2 separate regions of the Mus musculus genome follow, and region 1 is linked to region 2. A link is a contact called in public HiChIP or PLAC-seq data. All regions are on one chromosome and are shown on one strand. The core of a region is the stretch at or near the end of the contact, and the rest is flanking DNA. Distances in the headings are between cores, read along the strand shown.

Region 1 (5,112 bases), core at 1,495-3,994, 190 kb before region 2:
GGCACAGACTGTAGACACACAGAGGCCCTCCTGCTTCCATGCCACAAGACACAGGAGGGGAAGATGTCTACAGACCCACCTACTACCATGCCACAGGGGCAGGTTGAAAACACTTACAAGGTCCGCTTGCTGTCACCCCCCCACCCCCTACCTCACATGGACAGAGGAGTTCATCCAGAGGCCTGCAAGCCACATGTTCACCTGCAGTGGGAGCTACAAGATGCAAATATGTGGTGGACAGATGGGAGAGAAAGAAAGCTGAACAGTTTGAACATTATAAAAAAGGTGGAACTGGAGATACGACGGTGGAGAGGAATAGTCTGCTATGAGTAACTAGGCCCTGTTGCCTGAGGCCATGATGAAGCCTGTGCTGCCTCAGAGGGCCACACTAGGGTCCAGGGCTATCCAGTGGTTCATATTACCATTAGAGACCATAGGGAAGTCCCTGGTCTGGGCACTACATGATGCCCAAGGTTTGGGCAGAACTGGCCCCACCTCTCACTGGTTTCTGCACACTGAGGAACTGTCCTTACATCTCACTGGGCAGCACAATGGTGCTGACTCTGGAGGTGTAGGTGAGCCAATCCCAAGGGCATGAGTGCTGGCCCTGCCTCTTGCTAATGGCAACATTGGGTGGCCACCAGAACAGGGCAGGAGTGCTAGCCCTAATGCTACAGATGCGGGAGAGCCAGGAGGCAGATCAGCTCAGGTACCACACAGGCCCAGACCCAGAGCTTTGAGTCAGCCCACTCCAAGATCTACATCATCTGTGAACTGTTGGAACACATGATAGGGTGTGCCCGGCTGATCCAAAGCTGCAGGATCTCTGAGACACAGGGCAACAATAGGATAACCAGGAAGAGTTCCAGTGAGGATCCAGTACTGAAGGTGTTACAGAAGCCAGCAATCTCGAACCAGATCAATGACTCATTGCAATGAAGATTTGCAAGTGAAGATGTATGGACAGCGGGATATCCTGTGGGACACATTGTGACACACAACAGCTTCCACAACAAAATGTATTCTCTGATGTTTGTTTTGTTTATTTGCTTGTGTGCTTTTATTTTCTTTGGGAGGGAGGTTGCAAGGGTGGAGGGTGGATATGAGGGGGTAGGGAGATGAGTGGGACCGGAGTGCATGATGGGAAAGTCACAAAGAATCAATAGAAAGTTAAAAAGTATATGAGACCAAGGGAGGTTACACATCTATCATGTTTTTCTTTGGAGGCTGTCATTGTTTCCTATGATAGAGAGCCAAGCTTTATCCTGATAAAGCATTTATGTGATAGAAAAGTCAAGTCGTCAGGTCCCCAGTGTGACTCTACTTGGCACAAGATATGGTGTGGCTTTCTGTGTCTCTGGAAGGCTTGATTTTTAACAGAGTCCACTTATAGACAGTGGCGTACATATAAACATACTGGAGCACTGAAATGATGGTTTGATCAATGGCAGACTGTATATTCCATATAGTTCAGGTGTATCATAGGTTCTACCATTTGAATATGTGTAGTTTGTGTCAATATCCTCTGAATACTTATACTGCAACAATATCATTGGATGATGAATTGTCTCTTAGAATGTGCCCTGTCATTAAGTAATATTTATTTATAGTTATGTGACAAAGCTAAAGTTACTGTGTAAACAAATAGCCATGGTGTTTGGGGAGGTGGGAAAAATGTGTCTCCATTCTCATCCAAGCAAAAACCGAAGAACCATGCAGATGAGTTGTAATTTCTTTTCCCTACACTTTATCCCAGATGGAGTCCTAGCAGGAACATGTAGGGGCCTCATGTGTCTAAGGACAGGTAGGATAGTGGTTATATAAGAACAAGTTTGATTTAAACATTATACATACATGTGTGTGTGTGTATCTGCTCTTGTGTATATACACACACACACATATACACACAAACACATACACATATATATGTATACACACACACATATATATAGTGTTGGTGGCCAAGGTATTTACATATCTGGTAGTACCTCGATCACTGAGCTATATTGCTATCCCTGAACTTGTATTTTTGAGAGTTCTATGTCACGTTAACCTATTAATAAATTGACTTCAGTTAAGATGACTTCTTTTGAATTATTGCTGATCAACATGGTTTGTTTTTCCCCCCTTAGCTCATCCTCATATCCTCATCTTTTTCACGTTCTAATTAATTTTCAACTCTGTTTATCTGCTTGAGCACAGAGAGTCTTAATTGCCTTAGGAGAAGGTAGTGTTAAACCGGAGTAGGTTGGAAGAGTCCAATTTAACTGTCTCCTTTTGAATCAGGTGCTTGGGAATTTGGAACTCTGCAACTTCTTGGCAGCTAACGTGTTTTGAGGATGAATCGTGGCCATGCCAGTGTTTATTGACAGTCTTCATCTGTCTGTGGATATTGGGATCCATGGAGAAGAACACACAGAATCCACAGAGAACAGTATCTACTTAGCAATTTAAACCTCTCCTTCATCCCTCCCTTCAGTTAATACTGGTTCTTCTTCATAGGAAGCAAACTGAGAGCGTTCACTTTTCCTAATCAGGTTTCCATTCCCTGTGACATGAAGGGACAGTTAGGGGAGGGAGGGGGATGATAGAATATAAGGTTGGATAGTCTACACTGCTCAGACAGTGATTGATCCCGATTGGCACTTGTAGGCTCTTGATTTTTCTCCTGTGAGCCAAGAGGAGCTGTTCCCTGTGGCAGCAGGGTAATCCTGGGGTGCCTGGGTTTGGCCAGCCTGCTGGATGGACGGATTCAAATGCAAATAGGGATTGCTGTTTGGTATGCGGGAGGCTTTCAGTAGAAGCCTCAGAAGTTTGGATCCTTTGTGAAATCTGAAGAATCAATCTACTCTGTCCTTGGTGCCCACCGAGCAAACCTCTCTACCGCTTCTTTCTCTGGTACAGAAGATAAACGAAAAAAAATCCCATTATTCAGCTTATGCCATTGTCATGGCAGTCTCCTTTGAGCCTCTTGGCAAAACCCTGCTTGCTTTAGAACCGTACATCATACCGGATCCATTGAGAGCCATTATTTATCTGACAGGATATTTATAAAAGCCAGCATTAGCTGTGGCTCCCAGTCAATATGTTTCTCTCTCGCTGACACACATCACACCAACAGGCTTGAAATATTTAAATACAATAGTCCCTTCAAGAAATCATTAATTTTTCTATCACTGCCACTAGTGATAATTTGACGGAAATGGATTTTGTTGGAAGAGCTGAGCTGTCTACCAGTGGATACTTTCAAGTTCCCCACACTTCAGAGGCATTCCCACACTTCAGTGTAGGGCACAGTGAGGGTCCAGGAAGACCAGAACCCAGCGGTCCAGAGGCAGTGGCACGGCAGCAGCTGGCTTACCCCAGCACCGCCCCACCCACTTCAGTTAGGAAGGCGGTTAAATATCAAGGAGAGAAAAGGAACCGGAGGCCCAGCCACCTCATTAAGGTCCCCATCTCTGCTACTCTGTCTCCTCCCGCCTGCCCCCTGCTTCTCAGCTCCTTCATTCTCCTTTGCCCTCCCCTCTCTTTTATCCATGTTTCCACTCTCTCTGCCTTCTCCTGTGGTGTTAGCTTTTGCTCTTTGATCTTTCTTTTCCCTTATTCACACCCCCTGTGGGGTGTGTGACTGGGTAGAAAATGGAGGACAGTCATAAGTGTCTCCCTCAGTGTCTCTGCTCCCTAGAGGGTTGGGGTCTGGGACAGTGTCTCTGTGTCTGGCTATTGGCTCACCTCTCACTGGGAATCTTCATCCATAATTAATGGAGAGCATTTCTATGACCTCTCACCAGGGAGGACAAGGCTCCAACTGTGAGGTTTCCTGGAGGCAGGAAGGACGTGGAACTTGTTCAGAATATGATACCCTGTGTTCCAGGCATGGTTCCTTAACAGAGGAAAGAGATTCAGCAAGTGTACCCGCAGCAGCAGCAGTGGCCTTTCTATAACCGAAATGGGACAGCTCCTATAGCGAGCAGACAAGAGGCGTGGTTTCTGCTTGTTTGTTTGTTTTTGTTTTGCATATTAGACATGACAAAGCTTGGTTAATTCATGAAAAAACAAAACAAAATTGTCAACCAGCAAACAAAACAACAGCAACAGCAGAAGTCATTTGGGGTGGCATTTTGGAATCTCGGTGATTTCCTCTTATTAAACTTGTGGTTCATGTGGAAATGACACCGCAGGATCATGTGGAAGGTTCCAGATTGTTACCCCAACCCCCCCCCCCCCAGAGCTGTGAATCTGTCTATCCAGATAATGCTAGGACCTAGGCCAGGCTTCTCTCGTTCTACCACTCCAAACAATCACACCTGTCCTAATCCCTTATTGTCTGTCCTGACACAGTGCCAATCAACTCTAGGCAGCTCTGGGTCATAAGAAGAGAGGATAATGCCTCCGAGTTCAAGAATATTACACGATGTTTGGAATTTAGCTGTGGAGAGGGACCAGACTTAGCCATAAACATGTCATGAGAATCATAAAGGTGGGTCTCATCTGGAGGAGAAGTTTCCAGGAAGGAGGTGGTACGAGAGGACTTCTTAGACTGTACGTGGAAATGTGAAAGACAGGTACTGGGGGTTACATGAAGAGGCACCGAATTTAAGTAAGGCATTGGTAATGACCAAGACTAAGCCCTTTCCAGATCACAAGAGAGGACAGGCAATAACCACATCTTCAGCCTGCTCCACACTCTGCTAAGTTGATAGTTAAAACAACTACCACAGAGAGATGGATGATAGATAGATAGATAGATAGATAGATAGATAGATAGATAGATAGATAGGTAAACGATGCATAGGTAGATGATAGATAGATTGATAGATAGATAGGTGATCATAAGGTTCAGCTGGGTGAAGGTGAGAGAGGTTCTAAAATGGAGTATTTAAATTTTTTAAGACCACTCACTTAGAAAAGAGAGAGTACAGAAGGAACATGCTGGAAACAGGGACCTCTGGGAGAATGTGGGTAAGAAATTGATGGTGAGGAAGGTTAAGGAGAAGAATTTGGCAAGTTTCCATATGAAGAATCTGGAGATAAGAGGGATAAAGAAAACGAAATGGAAAAGACCATTCGTTCACAGTTCTGAGCTGTGTCTCTGTGTTAGCTGGGATGTTA
Region 2 (4,976 bases), core at 890-3,389:
CACTGCCATATCCAGGGATCCACCCCATAATCAGCATCCAAACGCTGACACCATTGCATACCCTAGCAAGATTTTATTGAAAGGACCCAGATGTAGCTATCTCTTCTGAGACTATGCCGGGGCCTAGCAAACACAGAAGTGGATGCTCACAGTCAGCTAATGGATGGATCACAGGGCTCCCAATGGAGGAGCTAGAGAAAGAACCCAAGGAGCTAAAGGGATCTGCAACCCTATAGGTGGAACAACATTATGAACTAACCAGTACCCCGGAACTCTTGACTCTAGCTGCATATGTATCAAAAGGGCCTAATCGGCCATCACTGGAAAGAGAGGCCCATTGGACAGGCAAACTTTGTATGCCCCAGTACAGGGGAAAGCCAGGGCCAAAAAGGGGGAGTGGGTGTGTAGGGGAGTGGAGGTGGGTGGGTATGGGGGACTTTTGGTATAGCATTGGAAATATAAATGAGCTAAATACCTAATAAAAAATGGAAAAAAAGAGAATTGTTGCATTTATCTATTGTGTGGGCACATGTGTGCCATGGTGTATGCAGACATTAGAGGACAACTTTCAGAACTCAGTTCTCTCCTTCTAACATGTGGGTTCTAGGAATTGAGCATACATCATCAGACTTAGCCACTGATGCAAATCAACAGCCTTACTTAAATCCTTCTACCTCACAAGAGAAGAAGTTCTATAAAAATGAAAAAAAATCTGTGGTTCATAAGCCACATGGAGCAGCCGCTGGCTCCTAGGATGTGCTTGGAGTCTCATGGAACTCATGAGGAATCCTTGCTTTCAGTTAGCTGTGCCTTTCCATACACTCGCTCCTCAACGCGCTCTGTCTCGTGCTACTGAGAATCAAACCCAGATCTTTTGCATGCTAGGCAAGTGCTCCACCCCTTAGTTACATACCCAGGCCATCCCATTTTAAAACACTCCTTGTCCTTCAATTTATGATGTTGCTTACTTTCTCCGTTGTGTTTAGGGCTCAGTTGGACTGAGAACTTACAGAGTTTAAAAATGCATGAGTTGTTCATTGGCTATGGTATAATCAATAATGTTGCCAGCAACCTTCAATAGACAATGACATTTACTTTGCTGTGTGAATGTGTGTGAGAGAGGCAAAGGTGCAAGTTTTTTTTTTTTAAGAGAAATTATATTTCTTCCTGATTTTGCTTCCAAATCTTCTATAGAGAATTGTTAAATCTGATGGCTTCAACTTAGGGCTTATTCAGTGGGTTCAGAGAGCACCAGTTGGCTTTTGAATTTTCACTAAAATCCCACGTCTCACAGTTTTCTTCCTGTCCAAGGGCTTTGTGGGCCATTGTTCTATCCGTGACCTGCACTAGTGTGGGACTTTGCTAGCACAAAGTGACAGAGCCGCACAGCAGAAGCTAGGCGGTGTCACCTGCTCTTCAGTCTCTACGGCGCTGCTTTCTCTGCAGCAATTCGTTTCACCAACAAGCAGCAAAGTAACAAAAAAGTATATGGAATAGACCTCTGCATCTTCATGCAGGCAGGGAAAGGTTACCTATACCACAGGAGAAAAGAACAATGCAGCCCACATCTTAAAAGCTCTGTGGCTTTCCGTTCGTTTGTCTTAAAGCCGTGGAGCAGCTGAAGGAAAGAAAAAAATGACGATAATGTTCCCAGCTTTGGACCTGGGAGTTTGCATGCTCCCGCAATAGATTTTGGCCTTGTGGATAATTTTCAGAATTGCATAGCACTGAATTGACTACTTGGAATTGCTGGAATCCGAGGAGGAAATATTATGTCAGGGAATCATAGAGTGTGAAGTTGAGCTCCGACTCTTTCCTCTCTCCCTCATTGTAAATCCCTTTATGGAACAAAATTACATTTCGTGTAAAACTCCAGGATTCTTAACTACCCTCCCTAGACAATCTGTCTCCTCCTTTCCCCCATGTTGCCTTTTATCTCTGTTTCTCCTCTTTTCTTCCCTTTTCCATTCAGGAGAACACATATCTGGCAGCTATTTTTCTGGGAGAGCATCTCATTGTCTATTTGGTTTTAACATTCAAATGCTCAACTTGAATTCCCTTCTCTTTAGGCATCTCTGTAAGAATAGTGCGTTGGCGTTTAAGATGTAATTTCCTTCCTCCCCACTCTGCTGCTTGTAGCCAGCAGCCTGGCGCATGGTTTTGCATTTCCCAGGCATTCAAGTGTTTATAGAATCTAACGATCCTGATCTCTCACTTCCTTTTTACAAAGCTGAAATGGATAACGGAACATGGCCCAGTTCCCAGTGACTCTGCATGAGAAGTGGCAGACAAACTGAAGCGGGGCTGTGGAAAGCAGCCATAGGTGTGTGATCTTAAAAGAGTTGTCCCATCCACCCAACCGCCACGTTAAATGGCACTAGGACTCTGCAACTTCATTTGCCAGGAGAAAAGAAAACTGAGAGGATATTTGAAATCTTTCCTCATCAAGCTCCTTTTGAAATTCTACCAGCTTTTAGTAAAGACAAAAAAAAAATTGTAATGCCAAATGAATTAAACAGCTGGGGCAAGATGTGAAGGGATGTTTCCTGTAGCAAGGTGATTGCTTATAAAGAAACAAAACTAAACAGGAGTAGAAATTATGGTTTAAAATTTTCCTTATTCATTAACCCAGCAACGAGAGATAATAGTTTCTTATCAAGGAAAACTGATTAAAATCATAAGAACTCCTAAGCGTTAGGCTTAGGTTTCTTTAGGCTACAAGTGTATAGCTATATTATCTCTGAGATTGTTAGGTAGAAAAAGGCTGATATCAATAGCCAGATGTGAAAAAGACCAGCAGGACTTGGAATAATTCAATGTCACACCCACAGGCCTGAAGATTGGGATGATGGCCCAAACAGATGCGTGAATCAGGCCACTGGAAGTCTGCTGTTGAGGACAGTCAGGAGATGGCAGTAACTCCATGCCAGCTTCAGTTCTAGGGATTTTGAATAGCTGGCATGTGACAATTTCTTCCAGTGACATGAAACAGTCAAGGCATGGAGAGGCCACACAGGAAATGAATGGCAGGGCCAGGGTTTGAAGTACATTTCTAACTCCTATAGTGCCCTTCTAGTAGGTAAATAGCTTCCAGGAGACATGATGCAGTGTGCAAAGACCGATCTTCTCAGAGACTCTGGAAGAGCCAATAAGTGAAGATATCGTTCGTTGACATATCAACTTGCAGTGACAATTTTGGAAGTTTGGTTTCTTTAAAAAGTATTGACATTTATAAGGATATATTTTTGTTTTAACTCCAGGTGTGGGATAGTGGGCTGCTTCAGATTGTCCACAGCAGCTGACTATGATTTGCCTAATGTGATTTGGCCATCAGCAAAGTTTCTGCTATTATGTGATGTTTGGAATTCTGGGGACTTTTCAGAGAGTATGGGCCTGGAGAGGGTAGGTGGTTTGTTGGATGGTTGGTGTTTGATTGCTGTTGGTTGCTATTAGTTGTCATTGGTCACTATTTGTTAAGTAGTATTGCATAAAGAAGAAGAGGAGGAGGAGAAGGAGGAGGAGGAAAAGGAGAAGGAGGAGGAAATTATATATCTTGATGGCAAAGATCAAACTTGCCCCATGGAACTTGATGCTTCCTAATCAGCAGGAAAAAGTCTAAGGATAATGTTGCCCCCTTCCCCCTCTATCCTTCTTTTTCTCTTACCTAGTGTTAGGACATTGAATGGGTGAAAAAGGGGTTGAAGAAAAAAAGAACCCACAAAGTAGCCAAAGACAAGCTACAACAAATCTCGTTTGGAATCATATGGTCATCATGGCTGTGTCCTGGATCCCTTCCCCAGAGTGGGATTTCTCTTGCCTCTTTCTTACTCTAAAGGCTAGATGGGATGTATGGTAGTGGTTCTGGGCCCCATATTAACCTAGACAGAAAAATACCAGATTTTTGTGCTGTTCCAAAGGATTGTGGAAGGACTTACTCTGTGCCTGGAGAAACCTCTGTCCACTTGCCCACTGTTGATACATTTGCTAAGATAAGCAGATATTGTATCTGGGCTGTTAGAAGCAGAGCTGAAGTTGTTGGTTCGTGTGATGCATGGCACTGTGGAGCAGGCATGAGTACTTAAATGTATCTCCAGATCTCCGAGGGAGAGGAAAGAGAATGAGAAGCCGAATGACTGCCCTTAATGGCTACTTTGGAAAAGCCAAATTGGTCCTGGAGTTACTATTCGTCATATACAATGGGGGTTGGGTTCTTGCAATTGACAGATAGGATTGAATTAAATCTTGGTTTTATAATTTAACCCATAGTTCTAATATAGAGATGTAAGCAAGAGGAGTTGGACGGTATACCATAAGCCTTCCACACTCATATTTCCTAGAATTCCTTTTCTCTCTCTGGGTACAAGAAAAGTAGTTTGAAACAGCTTTCTTTCAACTTGCAGAACCAGGGTGACATGCTGAGTCAGCAGTTGTGGTAAACTTTGGGTACAATACATATCACTGTCTTTTAATTATTTACTGTATTTTTCAAAAGTAATTTTAAATTCTGGCTTCTTAGGGCTTGAGAGTTGAAATTTATTTATTGATACTTAGGGCAATTGCTGAATGTAACTGGGAAGTTGTCAAGATCTTTTTGGATCTGTCCCATTATTGTGATGACAACTGCCCTGTCCCACACAGCCACTGCTGCCCCTGACTGCTGTGACAGAAGTGGATCATGGATCGTGGCCCTTCTTCCTACTGAGCATTGGTGTGGGGAGAAATTATTCTTCATTCAGCCATCAGGACAGCCACTGCAGACCTGGCACCAGAAGGAGAAATGATTGCCTATTCTGGCCTGGGGACCTTTGTCTCTGCAAGAAGAGTGGGGGGTTTAGGACCAGATAACCCTGGGTTTGAATCTGGGCTTTGCCTCTTGCCATCCTGCTATGCTGGCTTACTTATCTGAGTATTCCTCCTCCGAGAAGTGAGACAAATAGGAACAATTTTGTAGGCTGTGTTGTGATCCTAAAAGAGAT

The links. HiChIP or PLAC-seq counts read pairs in DNA pulled down with a chosen protein or histone mark.
Region 1: a contact with region 2 is called in an H3K27ac HiChIP or PLAC-seq map of stem cell-derived neural progenitor cells. The contact joins two enhancer-like sites. A contact is called at or near these places in 2 of 484 Hi-C or Micro-C datasets (double positive thymocytes and nephron progenitors), 5 of 115 datasets of contacts at active chromatin or transcription factors (embryonic stem cells, neural progenitor cells and stem cell-derived neural progenitor cells) and 1 of 9 other capture datasets (embryonic stem cells).

What each region holds. Positions count from the first base shown.
Region 1 is chr3:50,880,208-50,885,319 of GRCm38.p6, reverse strand. Gm37548 (a long non-coding RNA gene) reads left to right here. Exons shown (of 2, transcript XR_003954473.1): 2 at 1-2,083. Among named protein-coding and RNA genes, the nearest start is that of Gm37548, 6.1 kb to the left of the region's middle. Within about 2 kb of position 2,744, at least 48 of the 459 cell types and tissues checked have an H3K27ac peak or open chromatin away from gene starts, as enhancers often do. A contact at or near this core is called in neural progenitor cells and stem cell-derived neural progenitor cells, where this site is marked.
Region 2 is chr3:50,691,939-50,696,914 of GRCm38.p6, reverse strand. No RefSeq gene overlaps it. Among named protein-coding and RNA genes, the nearest start is that of Gm40043, 17 kb to the left of the region's middle. Within about 2 kb of position 2,139, at least 36 of the 459 cell types and tissues checked have an H3K27ac peak or open chromatin away from gene starts, as enhancers often do. A contact at or near this core is called in neural progenitor cells and stem cell-derived neural progenitor cells, where this site is marked.